Regions from separate parts of the Macaca mulatta genome. Here region 1 is linked to region 2. Evidence: chromatin contacts called from public Hi-C data. All regions are on one chromosome and are shown on one strand. Each heading gives the region's core, a stretch centred on a gene start, on an enhancer-like site or on the middle of the called end of the contact. The rest is flanking DNA. Distances are from core to core; before and after follow the strand shown.

The links. A called contact is a pair of places that touch in the nucleus more often than the background predicts.
Region 1: a contact with region 2 is called in a Hi-C map of fetal cortex germinal zone, with 11 times the contacts expected there. The contact joins the enhancer-like site here to the promoter of ARL4D in region 2. A contact is called at or near these places in 9 of 14 Hi-C or Micro-C datasets (CD4 T cells, blood, cortical neurons and 4 more).

What each region holds. Positions count from the first base shown.
Region 1 is chr16:67,819,780-67,826,500 of T2T-MMU8v2.0, forward strand. The region is part of intron 1 of DHX8 (DEAH-box helicase 8); the gene reads left to right. It overlaps LOC114673375 (U6 spliceosomal RNA), which reads left to right and starts at 261; the gene lies at 261-362. It also overlaps the pseudogene LOC144336107. Within about 2 kb of position 5,327, at least 3 of the 40 cell types and tissues checked have an H3K27ac peak or open chromatin away from gene starts, as enhancers often do. A contact at or near this core is called in fetal cortex germinal zone, where this site is marked.
Region 2 is chr16:67,740,271-67,746,652 of T2T-MMU8v2.0, forward strand. It overlaps ARL4D (ADP ribosylation factor like GTPase 4D), which reads left to right and starts at 3,177. Exons shown (of 2, transcript NM_001194080.2): 1 at 3,177-3,268; 2 at 3,814-5,286. The coding sequence starts at 3,886. The coding sequence ends at 4,491. It also overlaps the pseudogene LOC114673253.

The sequences.
Region 1 (6,721 bases), core at 4,077-6,576, 82 kb after region 2:
GGGAAGGAGAAAACGAGTTAAAAGTATGACCTGGAAGTACTGTAGGACCAGAACCCTGGTCTTTAGCTGAACTCATGCTAAACCAACAATAAAGATTACATTTCCAGTCTCCCTTACAGATAAGTGGCCAATCAGAGGTGAGCCAAATACACATGAGCAACTTCTAGATCCATTCTGCAAACATCTTTTGAATATCACTATGTCCTTCCATACTGAGTCACAGAGAACAGTGCTGTGAAAGCCAAAGGAAAGGAGAGCACTTGCTTCAGCAGCACATTTACTAAAATTGGAACCATACAGGAAGATTAGCACGTCCCCTGTGCAAGGATGATGTGCAAATTCGTGAAATGTTCCATATTTTTTTAAAAAGGGCAGGTGCAGTGGCTCATGCCTGTACTCCCAGCACTTTGGGAGGCTTAGGTTCAAGAACAGCCTGGTCAACATAGCAAGACCTCATCTCTATAAAAATTTTTTTTAATAACGAGAGGCTTCTGAAGGAGGGGTTTCACAATATTACAGACAGATCAAGGAGGAGGAGAACTGAAGACACGAGGGCAGTGCTTCTCAACCAGGGCCTATTTTGCCACTTCCAAGGGACATCTGGCCATGTCTGGAGACATTTTTGGTTTGTAATGACTATGAAGGGAAATGTGTGTGCTTCTAGTATCTAGAAATTAGAGGCCACGGGTGCTGCTAAACACTCTGCAATGCACACGAAAACCCCCAATAACAAAGAATAATCCTGGCCCAAAATAGCAATTGTGCTGAGGTTGAAAAACCCTGCATTAGGAGATTAGGACAGGCGAGGCCTGGTGACTCACGCCTGTAATCCCAGCATTTTGGGAGGCCAAGGCAGGCAGATCACTTGAGGTCAGGAGATCGAGACCAGCCTGGCCAACATGGTGAAAACCCGTGTCTACCAAAAATACAAAAATTAGCCAGGTTTGGTGGCATGCACCTGTAATCCCAGCTACTAGGGAGGCTGAGGCCAGAGAATCGCTTGAACCCGGGAGGCAGAGGTTACAGTGAGCCAAGATCACGCTACTGCACTCCAGCCTGGGCAAAAGAGCCAGACTCTGTCTAAAAAAAAAAAAAAAATCCTGAAGCCCAGGTCACATCCAGGCCAATTAACTCAGAATATCTCAGGGTGGGACCCAGGCATCAGTATTTTTAAAAGATGCTAAGTGATTCCAATGCACAGCAAAGTTTCAGAAACATTGGATCAGGAGGTAACTGGTAAGCCCTCTGAGAGGGAAGTTTTGACAATTACTGGCACACAGAGGGTTCTTGACAACTATCTGTTGAGAGAGCAAATACATAAATGAATAACACCACAAGGACAGAAGCGAATAGTCAGTGGTTGAGGAAATAAGTTGGAAGTGGAGGTTGGGGGAGAGCTTTAAGTACAGATTACTCTTCCCTAAATTCAGTTGTATCAGGAGAAAGAGAAGGGGTAGCACACTGAGGGAGAAGCAGATACGAAAAAGATTTTCTGTATTTTTATTTTATTTTATTATTTTATGAGACAGGGTCTCACTCTGTCACCCAGGCTGGAGTGCAGTGGCACAATCACAGCTCACTGCAGCCTCAACCTTCTGGGCTTAGGTGATCCTCTCAACTCAGACTCCTGAGTAGCTAGGACTACAGGTGCCCACCACCACACCACACCCAGCTAATTTTCATATTTCTTAGAGATAGGATTTCACCATGTTGCCTTGGCTGGTCTCGAACTCCTGTACTCAAGCAATTCACCTGCCTCAGCCTCCCAAAGTGCTAGGATTACATATGTGAGCCACTGCGCCCAGCCGGGAAAAGATTTTCTATTTTTAGGTTGATGCAGAATTGAGCATGTTTGTGGGAAGAGGGTAAGAAGTAAGGAGAGAGAAAAAGGGTAAGAACATGAGGGATAAGAGGAGTCGTCAGTGGAGGGGATGAGATGAGGCTTGTGCTTTCTGCAGGGGAAGAGATGCTCCTAGAGACAGAAGGTGAAGATATGGACTAATCTAAGGTGAAGGTGATGACAGGGTGGGGGTGGGGTCTTGAATGACCTCCATCTTCCCTATAAGTAGAAAATGAGATCTTATAATAAGTGTGGCAGGGGTGGATTTTTGGGCTTGAGGGAGTTGAGAAGTCTTAGGTAACACTGTACAGAAAGCCATCGTCAAAAAGAGCCCAGGCCAGGCGCGGTGGCTCATGCCTGTAATCCCAGAATTTTGGGAGGCCGAAGCGGGTGGATCACCTGAGGTCAGAATTTCGAGACCAGCCTGGCCAACATGATGAAACCCCCCCTCTCTACCAAAAATACAAAAAATTAGCCAGGCATGGTGGCAGGTGCCTGTAATACCAGCTACTCGGGAGGCTGAAGCAGGAGAATCACTTGAACCCGGCAGGCAGAGGTTGCAGTGAGTGAGTTGCAGTGAGCTGAGATCACACCATTGCACTCCAGCCTGGGCAACAAGAGGGAAACTCCATCTAAACAAATAAACAAACAAACAAACAAACAAAAGAGCCCAAGTGGAGCCCAGGTGAGGTTTGGAATTGTGAATCTATACTGGGTCAAACCAGCATGACCTTGGGACTTTCTCCAGCAATACCCTGAAGTGTGGGAGGGGAGAAACAGGGCAATAGGAGCCAGCTGGGGCTGGGAAAACACAGACAGTAGAAAACTAGTGAAGGGAAGAAATCCTTGTCATTTATGAGCAAATTTCAAAATGGCTGAACATGAGGTCTAAGCCAGGAGAAAGTATGAGTGAAATGGAAGAGTGCTGATAACTGGAGAGAAAAGCGTAGATGAATGACTTAGAGACACCATGAAATGTTCAGTGGTGGGCCGGGCGTGGTGGCTCACACCTATAATAATCCCAGCACTTTGGGAGGTCGAGGCGGGCGGATTACCTGAGGTCGGATTACCTGAGGTCGGGAGTTTGAGACCAGTCTGACAAACATGGAGAAACCCCGTCTCTACTAAAAAAAATACAAAATTAGCCGGGCATGGTGGCACATGCCTGTAATCCTAGCTACTTGGGAGGCTGAGGCAGGAGAATCGCTTGAACCTGGGAGGCAGAGGTTGCGGTGAGCCGAGATCGTGCCATTGCACTCCAGCCTGGGCAACAAGAGCTAAAAACACTTCATCTCAAAAAAAAAAAAAAAAAAAAAAAAAAAAGAGAAATGTTCAGTGGTGGAGAAAAAGAAGAATACTTCCGGTTCTAGATGCTTTGGGAGCCACAGCTTAAGGTGCCGACATGGCCAAGTCCAAGAACCACAACACACACAACCAGTCCCGAAAGAGGCACAGAAATGGTATCAAGAAACCCCAATCACAAAGATATGAATCTCTTAAGGGGATGGACCCCAAGTTCCCGAGGAACATGTGCTTTGCCAAGAAGCAAAACAAGAGGGGCCTAAAGAAGATGCAGGCCAACAGTGACAAGGCCATAAGTGCACGTGCTGAGGGTATCAAGGCCCTCGTAAAGCCCAAGGAGGTTAAGCCCAAGATCCCAAAGGGTGTCAGCTGCTAGCTCGATCGGCTTGCCTACATTGCCTACCCCAAGCTTGGGAAGCGGGCTTGTGCCCACATTGCCAAAGGGCTCAGGCTGTGCTGGCCAAAGGCCAAGGCCAAGGATCAAACCAAGGCCCAGGCTGCAGCTCCAGCTTCAGTTCCAGCTCAGGCTCCCAAAGGTGCCCAGGCCCCTACAAAGACTTCAGAGTAGATACTCTGTCTGCCAATGTGAGGACAGAAGGACTGGTGTGATCCCTGCTGGGCTGCCATCTACATGGGGCTGGGGTCCTCCTGTGCTATTTGTACAAATAAACCTGAGGCAGGAAAAATAAAAAGAAAAGAAAAAGAAGAATAAGTTGGGTCAGAGGGAATTTCATAGAATGAGATTTAGAAGTCGAGCCACTTTAAATATTGATAGAATCTAATGTGTGGGTAGGATTATATTATCTCTTAAACCCTTTCCAACTCTAAAACTCTACGAGAAATATGAGTGAGTGAATACTGCACTTACATCCAAATTTCCAAGTGGCTGACAGTGTGACCCCAATTGATCCTTGTTACATGTGAAGTCCCATCAAGTCCAAGTCCATGGGAACAGACTTGGACTATTTTAGGAATTTCTGCCTGTGTTCAATGATAAGGATAATCAATCACTATTGGACCTCTATGTCTTTCAAAAAAAATTTTTTTTTTTTGAGACAGGATCTCACTCTGTTACCCAGGCTGGAGGCAGTGGTGACATCATAGCTCTCTGCAGCCTCAAACTCCTGGCTCAACCAATTCTCCAGCCTCAGCCTCCTAAATAGCTGAAACTACAGACTTGAGCCACATGCCCAGCTAATTTTTAATTTTTTTGTAGAGATGGGGGTTCTTACTATGTTGCCCAACCTGGTCTTGAACTGGCCTCGGGGAATCCTCCTGCCTCAGCCTCCCAAAGTGCTAAGAATGGCCGGGTGTGGTGGTTCATACGCGTAATCCCACCACTTTGGGAGGCCAAGGTGGTTGGATCCCTTAAGCCCAGGAGTTTGAGACCAGCCTGGGCAACATGGACTCCATCTCTACAAAAATTACAAAAATTAGCTGGGCATGGTGGCCCATGCCTGTAGTCCCAATTACTCAGGAGTCTGAGGGAGGAGGATTGCTTGAGCCCGGGAGGTTGAGGTTGCAGTGAGCCATGATTGTGCCACTGCACTCCAGCCTGGGACAGAGCGAGATTCTGTCTCTAAATAAATAAATAAATAAATAAAACAAAGTGCTGGAATTACAGGCATGAGCCACCATGCCCAGCAAAACTTTTAATATAAATTCTAGTCTCACCAGTATTTGAGAGTAGACTGTGGAAGTTAGGTAAGATCAGAGTCTGTGTCATGTAAAAAGCAAACGTATGACAAAGAAGAAAAAAAAAATCTTTGCTTCACACGTATCCATGTGATAGAGGTTTATCCTCACTTCCCCCTTTCCCCTCCCTCAGTCAATCTGCAATAATAATAATAATAATAATAATAATAATAAAAGGTAAAATGGCAATGTCGTGGAACAAATTACTTTGTTTGAAAGACGGAACCGCAGGTTGGTGTTTATGGGGGGACTCAGATTTGACATGGTATTGTGAGGCAAAGAGGATGCTTGTTAGGAACTTGTGATCATTATTGAACCGGGCAGGGAAACCTGGGCCCCTGAACTCTGTCTCTTTACACTGCATTTTGAAAGCAGCGCTTGGCTCTCTAATTGCCCCATATGCTGGTTTTATTTGGTGGCTCAGCTGGGTGGAGTGAACTCTGGGAAGAGATGCATTCATTTTTAGTTACCTCGCCAGCTTGCTAATTTTCACTCTGGAGGCATAAATCACCATAAATTACTGTAATCTCAAGACGAAGGGGCTGCTATTCTGGCACAAGGGCAGCAGCTATTGGTACTGCCAAAGCTGTTCTACCTGAGAGCTGGGGAAAGAGTTGCATATGGCTGGTTCTGCCAGGACACTCTTAGATTTGGGGTGGAGGATGTGCTGGGAACCCATTCTCCTTTACCTGAGAGAAATGGGGATCCTGGAGGAGCAGCTTCTTCTGTGTTAGTGGCAAGCCTGTGGCTTAAGACAGAGCTTTGGCCCTGGGCTCACTGCACAGCCCACACTGCACAGCTGTTGACATGTTTGACTTGCAAACAGAACATCAATAGAACTTCAGTTCCTCTTCTCTCATCTTTTCCCATCAACTCATTTCTTGGTTTGGCTTGGTTTTTGTTTTTGCATTTCTCCTGAGGAAATCCTTATTAATTTCTGAAGAAATTACCTCAAACACAAACCAGAGGCTACAAAAATCCCTTGTCCCCTGGAGCAGAGGCTAAATATCATTAGGGAGGGGAAGAAAAAAAAAAACAGTGTAACATGTCACTTTGTCATTCATACTCATAATATTGATTAAAATTGTTTTCGTTGGCCTCCCAAAGAGCTGGGATTGCAGGTGTGAGCCACCATGCCTGGTCAATGTTGTTTTTTTTTTGGAGATGGAGTCTTGCTCTGTCACCCAGGCTGGACAGGCTGGAGGACAGTGATATATGATCTTGGCTCACTGCAACCTAGGACTCCTGGGTTCAAGCAATTCTCCTGCCTCAGCTTCTTGAGTAGCTGGGATTACAGGTGCACACCACTACGCCCAGCTAATTTTTGTATTTTTAGTAGAGACAAGGTTTCACCATGTTTGGCCAGGCTTATCTTGAACTCCTGACCTCAAGTGATCCACCCGCCTCAGCCTCCCAAAGTGCTGGGATTACAGGCATGAGCCACTGCGCCCAGCCTGTTTTTTGTTTTTTGGTTTTTGGTTTTTTTTTCTTTTTTGGAGGCAGAGTCTCATTCTGTCGCCCAGGCTGGAGTGCAGTGGCACGATCTCAGCTCACTGCAAACTCTACCTCTCAGGTTCAAGGGATTCTCCTGCCTCAGCCTCCTGAGTAGCTGGGATTCCAGACACCCACCATCATGCCCGGCTAATATTGGTATTTTAAAGTAGAGACTTGGTTTCACCAGGTTAGCCAGGTTGGTCTCGAACTCCTGACCTCAGGTGATCCACCTGCCTTGGCCTCCTAAAGCGCTGAGATTACAGGGGTGAACCACCGTGCCTGGCCCAATGTTTCTCTTTTTAAATAAAATAAACATAAACTAAGTATAAAAAATACCAACTAGATCTGAATCAAGGTCACTTAAAAGATTAATAACTGGCTTGGTGGCTC
Region 2 (6,382 bases), core at 1,927-4,426:
AGCTATGGTCTCGCCACTGCACTCCAGCCTGGGTGACAGAGTGAGACCTTGTCTGTAAAAAAAAAAAAAAAAAGCATTTGTATTTTAATTTTGAAAAAAATAAAATATGGAATGCTTCATGAATTTGCATGTTATCCTTGCACAGGGGCCATGCTAATCTCTGTATCGTTCAAAAAATAATGATTGCTTAATGTACAAATGTTCAGATGTTCTCTGCAGGGATTAGTGTAGGCCCATAGCTTAGTGATGCCTGGACGAGCTGGGCCCCTTTCTTTACCCCTCCCCAGCCCCACCTTCGCCTTCCCATTTGTTCATTAACACCTTCTCTGGCAAACATGAAAGACGGAAGGGTGGGGTAGGATTGTCAGTTTCATTTCCTTTATCAGATAAGTGACAATTTATATCTTGGGTGTGAGTCCCAAGATATATTATAGGAGCCATGTTAAAGAAGCTTCAAAGAAGCAAATATTAGGGTATTCATTTCTTTACATGTTAAAGAAATCTTCAAAGATTGTGGAAGAAACAAGATAACTTGTGTGTTTTCAGTTTCTGTGTGTTTTCAGTCTCATAGCCATTGCAAATTTGTTCAAAGCCATGTTTGGCCAGTTTCTAGCTGGACGACCTTCAACAAATTACCTAACCTTTCTGTGCTTCAGCTTCTTCTTTTTAGACTAACCATACTTACTTCATGGGCTTGACTTGTGTATTAAAAAAGGAAAAGTAAGCAAAGTTCCTAGACCAGAGCCTAGCATGCAGTGGCCACTCAACAGTGCAGTGGTTCTCAACTGCTGGGCCTGTTCCGGTCTTCCCCTCTCCTAACTTCACCATGCTCAGCTCTGTCTCCTGTACATTAGCTGCTGCTGCTGCAACCTGTCACCCTCCAACTTGGGGTGTAACAAACTAATTTCCTAAGGTCTTAGACTAATTTCCTGAGGTCTTTAGGGATTTGGGGAGGCTCCCTGCATTGCTGGGGAAACCAGGTGGCTGGTTTTGTAGTGGAGGGGGGAAGAAGGAGGTGGCAAGGCATGCTGGTGACAAACAGATGGGAAGCTTATTTATCAGCACTTGATTGAGGCGGGTGGGCAGGAAAAGGCTGGGCCCTGCTGTCTGGCAATGACTTCCCTTCTCCTTTTTCCAATCCCTCTCACATATAGCCCTTAAAAAGGTTAATACTGAATTACACAATAAATAAAATAATCCAACCTCCAGGCAAAAATAGGAATATTACAGTTATAACTGGCCACGTGCAGTGGCTCACGCCTGTAATCCCAACACTTTGGGAGGCCAACGCAAGCGGATCACCTGAGGTCAGGAGTTTGAGACCAGCCTGACCAACGTGGAGAAATCCCATCTCTACTAAAAGTACAAAATTAGCTGGGCGTGGTGGCACATGCCTATAATACCAGCTACTCGGGAGGCTGAGGCAGGAGAATTGCTAGAACCTGGGAGGCGGAGGTTGCAGTGAGCCGAGATCACACCATTGCACTCCAACCTGGGCAACAGAGCAAGACTCCGTCTCAAAAAGAAATAAATACATGAATACATAAAGTTACAATCTACAATTTCATTCTTCTTTGATTTGCCCTCTCCCCTCCCCCGCCTAATCCCTGTTGTCCTTTTGGTCACACTGCCCCTTTGTGGCATCTCCTTCCTTTCAGGGCTGCCCAGACTCTAGCAGGCTGCAGTGGCTGGGGAGACCCCACTCATTCCTGTGCCCCTCCTAACCAGTCCTAGATAGGGCTAAAGAAAGTCTATAAACCTTTCCAGAAGCTTCCAGTTGACACATTCTGTCTCTCCTCTGAAATCCTACAAGTGCTATCTCATGATTTACAAAGACCCAATACATGTGCTGTCTCATTCTGTCACTGCCAGTCTTAAGTCTTAAGCCCTCTGAGGCCTGGTTCTACAGCCGAGACATTCTCTATTTCTCTACCATCTCTTTGTCTCATTCAGAGCACACAGTATGAATGAGGTCAATAAATACACTGTTTTTGTTTTTGTTTTTTTTTTTGAGACGGAGTCTTGCTCTGTTGCCCAGGCTGGAGTGCAATGGCATGATCTCAGCTCACTGCAACCTCCGCCTCCTGGGTTCAAGCGATTCTCCTGCCTCAGCCTCCCCAGTAGCTGGAATTACAGGCGCCCGCCACCACACCCGGCTAATTTTTGTATTTTTAGTAGGGATGGGGTTTCACCATGTTGGCCAGGCTGGTCTGGAACTCCTGACCTCAGGTGATCCGCCCACCTCGTCCTCCCAAAGTACTGGTATTACAGGTGTGAGCCACTGTGCCCGGCCCAATAAACACACTGTTTTTTGTTTTGTTTTGTTTTGTTTCGAGACAGAGTCTCGCTCTCTCACCCAGGCTGGCATGCAGTGGCACGATCTCAGCTCACTGCAACCTCCACCAGCGGGTTCAAGCGATTCTCCTGCCTCAGCCTCCTGAGTAGCTGGGATTACAGGCACCCGCCACCACGCCCGGCTAATTTTTGTCTTTTTATTACTGACGGGGTTTCACCCTGTTGTCCAGGCTGGTCTGGAACTCCTGAGCTCATGTGATCTGCCTGCCTCAGCCTCCCAAAGTGCTGAGTTTACAGGTATGAGCCACTGCGCCTAAACATACTGTTGAGTGTAACCTTAGATAAAGTCATTCAACCCTTTTATCTGTAAAAGGCAGACAACAGTCCCTAACAGGCTATTGTAGATAATGGGCTTACCACTATGAAGCAGCTGTTTTATGGGGCTCTAGGTTCACACAGGTTTGACAATTGAATTATGAAAGATAAAGGAGAAAGGCTTGTCAGCCTCTCCGAGTAGATCCTTTGGCCGAAGGAGTGTCCATGTGGGGTGGTATCTCTGCCTAATGGAGGGGGATGCGATGGTAGTGCGAATATTAGGGTATTCATATCTTTCCTCCCGAGTCAAACGTTGCCAGCCACGTTCCTTTCGCCCCTCCCACCCTCCGGTCCAGATTAATTCCAGGTTTAATTCCAAATATTAGAATGTGGTAGAAAAGGTCAAATAGAGTAGCCACGGATTGAGCAAGCGTCCCTCCGCGTGTGGTGGGGGATGCAGCGCTTGTAGCTCCACGCTCCGCCCCGCCGCCGCTGGTTGGTCTGCGCCTTGTGACGTCACACGCGGGTTTTTAAGGCCGAACCCTAGGCAGGCTCTGCAGAGGCAGCGGTGGAGGTGCGCTGGGTACCCGCAGGGGTTTCGCGGGGCGGCTGCGGTGTTGGACCGGGAAAGGTACGAGGAGAGCGCGGCTCACGAGAGGTAAACGGACACTGCAGACCGTGCTGAGGCGGCGCCGCTGCGGGGCCGCTGGAGCTGGGGTCCGCTATCGGACGAGGACTGGCGGCCAGGGGAGTGTCGTGGGGCGGTGGGCCGGGGGTCGCAGAGTAAGGAAGGGCACTGTGTCAACAGCTTGGGGCTGCTGAGGGCGGGTGGGAGCCGCACTCAATCTCCGGTCTCAGCGTCTGCACCCTAACTCTTAGTTTGGGGCACTGCCGACTTCCCCCTTCCCGCGGGGATCTTGCCTGGGGGATGGCGCCAGAAGCTCTGAGAAGAGGCTGTAGGATCGAGCCCTCACCCCCCACTTGAGTGGCCCAGGACCTGGAAGTCTCTTTAGGTCCCATCGCCCCCCTCACGACCCCCCAGGGAGTGGGGAAACACCTCTGTTATACCTTAAAAAAAAAAAAAAGGAAAGGAATTTTAAAAAGGAAGGATGGGCAGCTGATTTAGGAAGGGATCATGAAGTTGCAGATCTTGTGTGTATATTAAACGTCTCCTTTTTGTCCCATGACCTTTTATTGGTTCAGATAACCCAGCTGTGCTCCCTGGAACCTTCAATTTCAAGGCCTCCCTGCCTCTACTAGGCGCCTTAGTTCACTATGGGGAACCACTTGACTGAGATGGCGCCCACTGCCTCCTCCTTCTTGCCCCACTTCCAAGCCCTGCATGTCGTGGTCATTGGGCTGGACTCTGCGGGGAAGACCTCCCTCCTTTACCGCCTCAAGTTCAAGGAGTTTGTCCAGAGTGTCCCCACCAAAGGCTTCAACACCGAGAAGATCCGGGTGCCCCTCGGGGGATCGCGTGGCATCACCTTCCAAGTGTGGGACGTCGGGGGGCAGGAGAAGCTGCGACCACTGTGGCGCTCTTACACCCGCCGGACAGACGGGCTGGTGTTTGTGGTGGACGCTGCGGAGGCCGAGCGGCTGGAGGAGGCCAAGGTGGAGTTGCACCGAATCAGCCGGGCCTCTGACAACCAGGGCGTGCCAGTGCTGGTGCTGGCCAACAAGCAGGACCAGCCCGGGGCACTGAGCGCTGCTGAGGTGGAGAAGAGGCTGGCAGTCCGAGAGCTCGCAGCCGCCACTCTCACTCATGTGCAAGGCTGCAGCGCTGTGGACGGTCTGGGTCTGCAGCAGGGCCTGGAGCGCCTCTATGAGATGATTCTCAAGAGGAAGAAGGCAGCTCGGGGTGGCAAGAAGAGACGGTGACCCGAGCCCCCCTCCTTTTCCCCCCACCTGGTAGGGGTCTGCACACTTGGACAGCAGGGTGGGGCCAGCCTGTGACCTCTCAGTCAGACTGGGGTGCAGGACCTGTCCACCTCAGTGAAGGAGAGAGGAGAATGGGGGGTCCTGTTTTGGCGCCACATTAGGGTGGGGATGGGAGATGGGATGTCTTTGCACATCTCTCTCTCATCCTCTCTGGAGAAGTGGGCGCTGCAGGACTGTGGAGACGTAAATGTAAACTGTGACTCTACCTCGACCCTGTTTCTTGTTTTTCTTCTCTGGCTTTTTAATTGGATGCGTTTTGGGTGGTGGGGGATGGAAAGTGGCTTGGAGAATGTGTTTGGGATGAAAGAACTATCTCCCCCTCCTCTGTCCCCCAACTGGGGAGTCTCCCCAAGCTGCTTTTCTAGGGATACCAGTCACATAGTTTTTATTTTTGTGTTTGTGAAAGTGCCAAGAACCCCTTCCCACATTTGTAGATCCATGACCCTTTTTATAAGCCGTGTATGTCCTCTGTATTATTGTTATTAACTGTTTTTTAGCATTTGCCTGTAAGTTATTAAAGACTGATAACTGTAGCTCTTACCTTGGTCTGGGGCATTTTCCTCTCCTTATCTTGTCCCAGAGACAATTCAAGATTTCTATTTGGGGTTGTGGTGCAGGGGGAGGGAGATTTATCTTGAAGCTGAATTTGCAAAGCAAGCACTTATAAAAATTAGATTGTGTGTTATGGGATGGCTCGTGAAAATTATAGGGGGGAGTTGAAAACCCCTCAAGCTATTGCCTGATCTCTGTAGTTTTTTGGGTGGGATCACTTCCTTTTTCTCTGATTTAACACCCCTCCCCTCATCCTCTGGGTCTTACTTGTCCCTTACATCAACAGCTCCTTGCAGATTTAACTTCAAATTTTGCTAGTCTGAGCTGTTCCTAGGTTCTTGACCTTGGTGACACCTAAGTCTATGTAGGTAAATCCTCGAAGAGCCATTCTGTTCCCATCTTCCCCACTTCCCCAGTCTTAGGTTGGTTTGATTTTTTTCTTCCTTGTAGGAGGTGGTAAGAATGGAAAGTAATTCCTCCCTGGCCTTAAGTCACCTCTGTGTACTCAATCCTGCTGCCTGGCTCACTGGCATGATGGTAGCGGCTGGTGCTGGGAAGGCCTGGGCTAGATTGAGCCAGCCTGGCCCTGGTGACTAAGCCATGAGTTTTCCAGCTCTGGGAATGATAGCTCTTCTTATGAGAGGGGCAGAAGTAGTAGCTGTTTGTGCTTGGTGGCAGAGAGGACTGCTGGACATACACCCTCCAGCCTCCAAGATAGAAGGGGGAAGACATAAGCCCCCAATATTTGTGGTGATTGTAGGAATAAAATGTTAACATTGCAAGGGCTTCAGTGCCCCTACTCACCAGCACCAGGGCCAGCTATGTCTGATAACACAGAACACTTAGATCCTCTTAATCTTCTGGGTAGGAGCAGTAAAAACTAAGCACAAGGCCGGGCATGGTGGCTCATACCTGTAATCCCAACACTTTGGGAGGCTGAGGCAGGAGGATGGCTTGGGCCCAGGAGTTCAAGACCAGGCTGGGCAACATAGGGAGACCATATTTTAAAGAAAAAAAAAAACAAGCACAATTCTTTCCAGTTGCCCAGACCTCCAGTCACCCCCTGCCACTCTTTGTGCAAACACAGAATCCCCAGAGCAGGTTCAGCGTTCTCCACACCCCGCTTCTCCCCAACTCTGTCTCCTTCGGAATCAAATGAAAGGACCTGGGGAGAAAGAGAAGGTGCCAACAACCCCCACTTCTGGGGAAGGTTTCCTAAAGAACTTGTTTCTTCCTACCCAGCACTGCCAGAAGCTCAGATTTTGTCCCCTCCCCATCC